2 separate regions of the Gossypium hirsutum genome follow, and region 1 is linked to region 2. Evidence: chromatin contacts called from public Hi-C data. All regions are on one chromosome and are shown on one strand. The core of a region is the stretch at or near the end of the contact, and the rest is flanking DNA. Distances in the headings are between cores, read along the strand shown. Region 1 holds the start of LOC107890788 (probable Histone-lysine N-methyltransferase ATXR5). Region 2 holds the start of LOC107941949 (coatomer subunit delta).

Region 1 (3,312 bases), core at 412-2,911, 500 kb after region 2:
GAGAAACTCCTCGAAGTGATCGTGGAATTTCTTCTCCAAGCTAGACTTAAACCCCCTCGAGAACCATCAGCTGCAACATCAATCCCATTTAAAAAACCACACCTCCTGCAAACATTCTCCATTTTTCTAGAATTTAATTTAGTCTCCATTAAGAAGACAATTTGGGGATTATACACCTTTAGCATATGTCGAAGTCTCCTAACAGCCCGTGGCCTCCCCAAACTGCGAACGTTCCAATAGAATGTTTTCATTGCGACCATTCGGCTTACCCCTTGGCATCTGCTGATGTAATATGGCTACTTCCCAACACCTTCCTACTCCTAACAACAAGAGATTCCAATTCATCCCCATCAACAAATTTGTCACCCTCTCTTCCTAGTCTCTTTTTCCCATCACCCCTTTCAACCATGCTCTCCTCCGAGGCATGCTCCATATCCATCTATTCATTTATTTTTTATGACCTGCATCAAAACAAGATACGAGATTCAGATCCCCTTCCAGATTTACTCCTAACATAAGACTAATGCGCCTACCCAAGTCACAATCTACAAAAGTGTTCCCCTTCTTTACCCCTTTCCCATCCTTTCGTAGCCATACACTGCTAATGCAAGGGCTCTTCTAGATTGGGCTCGCAATGACAAATCCCAACCCATCTCAGCTACATCAAACCCTAGTGCCATTTTAGCCTGACAGAAAGAATCACTGTGCCCTAATCGCCCATAGAAAAAACAAAATAGGGTCAATCGTTCGTATTTAAAACTAACATAGGAACAAGCCACAACTGAAAACATAACTTTATTCTTCATTTTCAAAGGTCTCCTAACATCCAATTGTTCCCTTACACGCAAATAAGTACACAAACCCTTTCCCAGATTGGTGCCGTCGAACTCCAAAAAATTCCCAAGAAAACCCTCAATTTGGTGTGCTAAAGTCTCAATATAAAAACTTGGCGGCACTTCATGAATTTGTACCCAGAAACACGCAAAGATTAATGGCACCTTTAGCGGATCTTCCTCCTTCTCCGGCCAATGTAGCATCAAAACATGGTTATTAAAAGTCCACAGAGATCCCTTTAGTACTCTCTCTAGATCCATCTTATGAAAAAAATTGAATAAAAACATTTTCTGATGCTATAAAATTTCCATTGTACTTCTCATCACTGGGAAATGTATAACACTTGGCGTTAGAAAACACCCAACCAGACAGAGATCAATTTCCACAAATACAGAATGAGGATCAGTCTGTGCCTGCAATATTTTGTCTTCCTCATCATCCAATGATAGATTTGCCAACTTTCTTTCCATAATTCAAAAAATCAAAAGCAACCGAAATGTAGAAATGAAAAGAAGAATTTAAACCAAAATCAATGTCGTCAACAAAACCACCGATAAAGAATCACTAAAAACAAAGAAAACCTAAAAACACAACAACCTGCTAGAAACAGCAGATAGAGGAGTGCTAAAATAGTAAGAATAATTTTTTTTTTACTCTTTATTCTTTATTTCAAAACACAAATATTATTTTGAATTTTTTTAAGAAAACACAATAATGGTAAAAATGCTAACACATTTACTATTTAAATTTTTTTTATTAAAATTTGTTTTTTCTTTTGACACCGTGCAAGTTGCAACCGTACGCTATGAAAAGTTTGACTCTGTCTAGAAAAGGAAAGAAAATAAAGGGGAAAAAAAAACAGGCTCTTCGATTGTATGCGCATGTTGAATTCCCATGCGCTCGCGCGGCGCACGTTAGCACTAAAAAAACAAACTTCTCTTTGTCTTCTCCGTTTGTGATTTCCCCGCGAGACCAGAAACACACAAATTCCATTTCCATTCTCCAAACTTCCATTACTTCCACCGATCACTCCAAATATGGCTCCAGCCACCATCATGGCGGGGGCTCGGCGTCTTGTCAGCTCCCGCCGCCGAACCGAGGCACCTCGACGGCGTCCGTCTCCTTCCACGCCGCCGAAGAAGCTGAGACCAATGTCTGAGATAATGGCGCGTGCGAAATACGCTGTGGTGGAGCGAGCTGACTACAGCGACATCATCTGCGAACAATGTGGCTCCGGTGAACGTCCCGGAGAGCTTCTCCTTTGTGATAAATGCGATAAAGGCTTCCACATGAGATGCCTTAGACCAATCGTGGTTCGTATTCCTATTGGATCCTGGCTTTGCCCCAAATGCTCTGGCCATAGGCGAGTAAGAAGTAGGGATTTCTTTTTTATCTTACCTTTTATTTTTATTTTGTTTGGTTGACCTCTTTCTCCATTCTGTTTTCAATTTTTTTTTATAATAAATGTGTTTTATTTCCTTTTTAGCTTTTTCGCAGAAAAGGATAATTGATTTCTTCAAGATTCAGAAGAGTGGTGATGGGAAAAAGAAATGCAATTTGAATCAAGGTAAAAAAATTGTTGTTACGATTTTCTGTAATATTTATCTTGGCCTTTTAGTGTTTCGTGTTGAATTCCTGTTGATTTGGGAATGGCCTACTATATTTGAAGCGCATTCATAAAATTCTCACCTTGTTTCAGGATTCATGCAAAATTTAGATTGGAAATTAGTATAATCATGAAAATTAAGGGAAGGAGAAATTTGCTGAGATTTAAAATAGATTAATGGTAAAAAATGTAGGGCTGATTTGGAACCTGCAAACATTGCTGAAAATGATGAATGTTGAACCTGTCTTCATATAATATGTGAAATTGGTTAAAAGCAGAACTCTTAAAACTATTATTCTAGTATTAGTTATTGATTATTGACATTTGATTCGTCTTAGTTTTATCTTGTTGATATTTCTATAATGTAACCAAAGCTACCTGTAAGAGGTGAAAAATAATTGTAATTGTTAATTTAAAGCTGTACGTGGTGCACTATTGCTCACTGGTCTTATACTACAAAGCCTCAAAAACATTCATAATTGTGATCACTTGTTTCCACAGTTTGATTCATTAGTTCTTTGCCCCCACCCTCCCCACTTTATGATGTTTTTTCATATTTAAGTTATAATTTGACATGGTGAATGCTTTTGTGCGAGAGAAACTCATACAATCTTTGTGCCTGCGTGTCTGTCTGAATTAAAACGCATGATAGGCATCTATTCTGCATATAGGGATTATTTATTGAAATAAGGTGGGTAAAATATCACCTAGTTTTATTATGTTACTTCGCTATTAAATGCCAGACACACCTAGTTGCAATATATCACCACTTTATCTTGTACCATGTTTAATTGATTTTACTTATAGAGTGCAAATATATAAAGTGTATATATAATGGATCAAGGAAAAACGTTTTAGGAGGGTATCATCTA
Region 2 (3,832 bases), core at 993-3,492:
TTATGGAATTAAGGAAAGCAAGTACAACTAATTTGCTAAAAGCCAGAGAAACAAATCAAAATCCAAGGCATGTGGTGGCATACTATTGTGACTAACCTTTAGGCTTAGTAGAGAAGGCATCGAGATCAGTGGTAATCCCACCAAACCCAGAACCACTTCCAAAGCCGCTTGCGCTGCTAGAAATACTCAATTCACTAAAGCTAGTTTCTATTCTTCCAGATCCCATTGACATGAACCCTCCTTTGTCAGATCTATTCTTATCAATCTGCAGAACACGACAGAAATTAATAGAGTACATACCAGAAAAGATTGATTAGCACAAGAGCCAAGAACATTGCAAAACAAGAACCTTGCTCTTGTCAATCTCACTAGCTTTACGCTTCATGACATCCTTAGTTTCATTAATCTTGCTCTGCAATACCAGCTTGTGCAACTTCTCTTCATGACTCTCCATTTCACAGTATTGCTTAACCTGTGCGACAGTCACATTTTCCTTGTGCCCAAGACAAATGACTTCATCAAAAGCAAAGATCAGTTCAAAAGCAGTCTTGCCAATACCCTCCTCATCTAGAGAGTAAGAATACTCAGTTACCTAGAAAAAGTACAACAAATCAAGTAAATGCTCTGTTCTACTTGGCTCAGACAAGGATATTACAGAAAGGCTAAAAACTGCAAATGCCTCAAGTAATAGATACAAATGTGCCAAGGAATGAGAAGCTGAAAACATACAGGTAAAGGAACCACTCCGCAAACAAGTCAACTTCCAACTACATTATCTATTATGTTCAAAGATTAAATCAGACAGGAAAGAAATCAAAGAGAAGTTAAAGCATACCAGCTTGGAGAGCAGTCTTAAAGTCTCCAAATCTTCAAGAATGTTGCTCTGTTTGTTTGTTACAAGAAGCAAATAAAGAGCTTCTATTGGTTGATAAACATATCGCACATTCTCAGTCTCAACATATGTGTGTTGCTTTCCTGTACCCACCAACTTAGGAAAAGCAGCAAGAAGACCTTCAATTCTTATGCGAGTCATGTCCACAAACTGCCTGGAGAGAAGCACTGCAATAAGAACAAATAAAGCACATGTAACACAACCGAATTTTGAACTTCAACAACTTAATTACAACAGCACAAGAAAAACAACTACAATGAGCCAACATGAAAGTCACCTTTTCCAGACTTGCTTACAATTGAAGCAGCAAGTACAACCTAAATCACAAAAACAAAAGGTAAAATCAGAAGTACTTCGGTCTATGCTTTTTATTACCTTTAATAAGGAGGGAATGAATTACAAGAAAACAAAGCATAAGAGACAACACTAGGAGCAGTGCTTACCAGAAAATGCTGGACATTAAAAAAAAACATAGACAAAACCATAGAAGAGAATTTCAACAACAATGGCAATGCTCGTACAGATAAAGTTAACAGATGGGAATGAAGCAAAAAGCAAATCATTCAAGAAAACAAAACATGGACCTTGTAATATCTTCAGTTTCTCCAAAATGAGTTTATAGTTTATTTAATACATATATATTTAAAAAGAACTGAAATCTATTTAAATGTATACTTCTACTAAAAAGAACGAGTGAAAAATGAAAATAAAGAACAGATCTTACCATCTTGGTTACCAAGAAGCAATCTACCCAGACAATATCAATTTGAAGCTTTTATCAGAATACCTATTAAACAATGAAAATCAATTTAGGATAAAGGCGATCACAAATAAGCAGCGGGAATCAGGATAAAATAAATGGAAACGGATAGAAACGATCTATAATATAACAGTAAATCTGAAAACAGAAAAAAGCGAATCAGTATATCTAAGTCTGCAAAGAGATCGACCACCTCAGATCTGTACATCAACATGCATATAAATTCAAATACCGATAACACAATTACAGTGTTTGACAGAATAAAATGCGAATGGTAGAGGAATCACCGAGAGAAACAACAGAAGGACTGAATACAGCATTTCCGATTTAAAAGCGTTTGAAACGTAAAAGGCAATGAAATCGAAGGGAAAAAAAATCAGATCTGACAATTTTACCCTCTAAATGCCCAACTGAGGTTGCGGAATTTAGAGATCTGAGATGGAGCTTACCTCGATCTAGTTTGTACTCTGGAGATCAATTCGTTAAGAACTCAAAGGCGAAGAAGGTACTGACGCGCTCGAGCATTATATCTGCGTTGCGGTAGATCCGTCGTTTAATATTCGGACCAACTTTGGATTGTCCGGCCCGATCCCTGAGGCCCAACGTGTTGCATTCTCGGGTTTTTTATAGCCTAAACTCAAAAATATTCATTTATGTTTGTTTAATTTTACATTTTGGTTTTCGATGTTTTAATTGTTACAATTTTATCACATAGCACATTAAACGTAGACATGGATTTAATTTTTTTTAAATTTTTTTATTATAGGCCCTGTCACTTATGTATTTTTTTCCCCTTCTCATTTCTCATTTCTTCTTTTTTTTTTCTCTCCCACGTTTTTAATTTTTTTCCAATATTTCTTTTATTTTTTCACTTTCTCTTTCTTCTCCCTTTCCTTCTTTTATCTTCCTCACTCAACCTGTTTAATAAAACTTTATTCCATTTAATGAAAGTGCACTCCCTCCTAAACAACAATATCAACTTAGAAACAAATATAAAAAATACTACAGTTAAGCACATAACATATCTTTTGCAATTGATATATCAATGCCTAAAACTAGAAAAAGTTTCCACATATCATTGTCAAATAACTCATTCTATAAATTTGAACGACATAAATATAATTGAGAAGAAAACTATAACTTGTTAACATAATTGAAACAATGGGTACCTGTAGTTGGAATGAAAAAAAAATTTAACGCAATTTTGATAACATTAATAACCGTATCGAAATAAATAAAACATCAATAATCAAAATATAAACTTAAACAAATATAAATAACTATTTTTATAGTTTACCAAAAATTAATACAGCATTTCTCTAAAATGGGTCCTCAAATAATGAAAAGACTAGATATATATTTATTTTAAAATTATTTCTTACGTCTTAAAATTTCTTATGAAATTAAAACATAAGAATCATAAATTAAAGAGTAAATTACATAAATAGTCACTTAATTATTAAAAACATTTTTATTAAATCATCCGATTTTAAAAAATTATAAAATGACCAATTAATTTATCTTTCTAATTTTTTAAGTCTAAAACTGTTAAATGCATAACAGTTACTTATTTTTTTAACATTTACTTTTATTACACATTATTTTTATGTTAAATAATAATTAAAAAATTATTAATCCAAATTACCTAACCTCCTCCCTCTCCCCTTCCCCTCCTGACTCCTCCCCCCCCCCAAAAAAAAAAAAACAAAGAAAAAAAAATCGTGCTAACATTCATAATCCTCCACCCAACTAGTAACCTACAATCATTCAATCCCAAAACTTCCAAAGCCTTGCTTTTAGAACCTACTGCAATCACTGTAAACACATCATTAAAAACATCAACCCGTGCTCCTTTTTTCTCAATCAAACAATTGAAAAAAACAAAAACCGATCATTTATATTTTCCAATCTTAACCTCCCTGAACAACTCTACCCCTACCCTTTAAGGAAAAAAAAAAAGAAAGAAAAGATGTTAAAGATGAGACTAGCATCAACACCAAGAACATGAAACTAAGTATGGGTGGCCATGTTTCCCATGGATGTTAAATATGTGAAATCAACAAAGCAAAATCAATAAGAAGAACGGGCAATGTGTGGCACGATGGGAGGAGAGGGGACGGTGGGGAGAGGGAGTCAGAAGAGGGGAGGGAGAGGGACAGGGTGGGGTGGGATGGGGTGAT

Evidence for each region. Hi-C and Micro-C count contacts between places; a contact is called where the count stands out from the background.
Region 1: a contact with region 2 is called in a Hi-C map of leaf, with 4 times the contacts expected there. The contact joins the promoter of LOC107890788 here to the promoter of LOC107941949 in region 2. A contact is called at or near these places in 3 of 34 Hi-C or Micro-C datasets (all in leaf).

Annotation. Positions count from the first base shown.
Region 1 is chrA11:83,384,188-83,387,499 of Gossypium_hirsutum_v2.1, forward strand. It overlaps LOC107890788 (probable Histone-lysine N-methyltransferase ATXR5), which reads left to right and starts at 1,662. Exons shown (of 6, transcript XM_016815343.2): 1 at 1,662-2,208; 2 at 2,321-2,401. The coding sequence starts at 1,872.
Region 2 is chrA11:82,880,939-82,884,770 of Gossypium_hirsutum_v2.1, forward strand. It overlaps LOC107941949 (coatomer subunit delta), which reads right to left and starts at 2,243. Exons shown (of 12, transcript XM_016875572.2): 1 at 2,102-2,243; 2 at 1,617-1,679; 3 at 1,170-1,209; 4 at 836-1,059; 5 at 350-592; 6 at 97-265. The coding sequence starts at 1,619.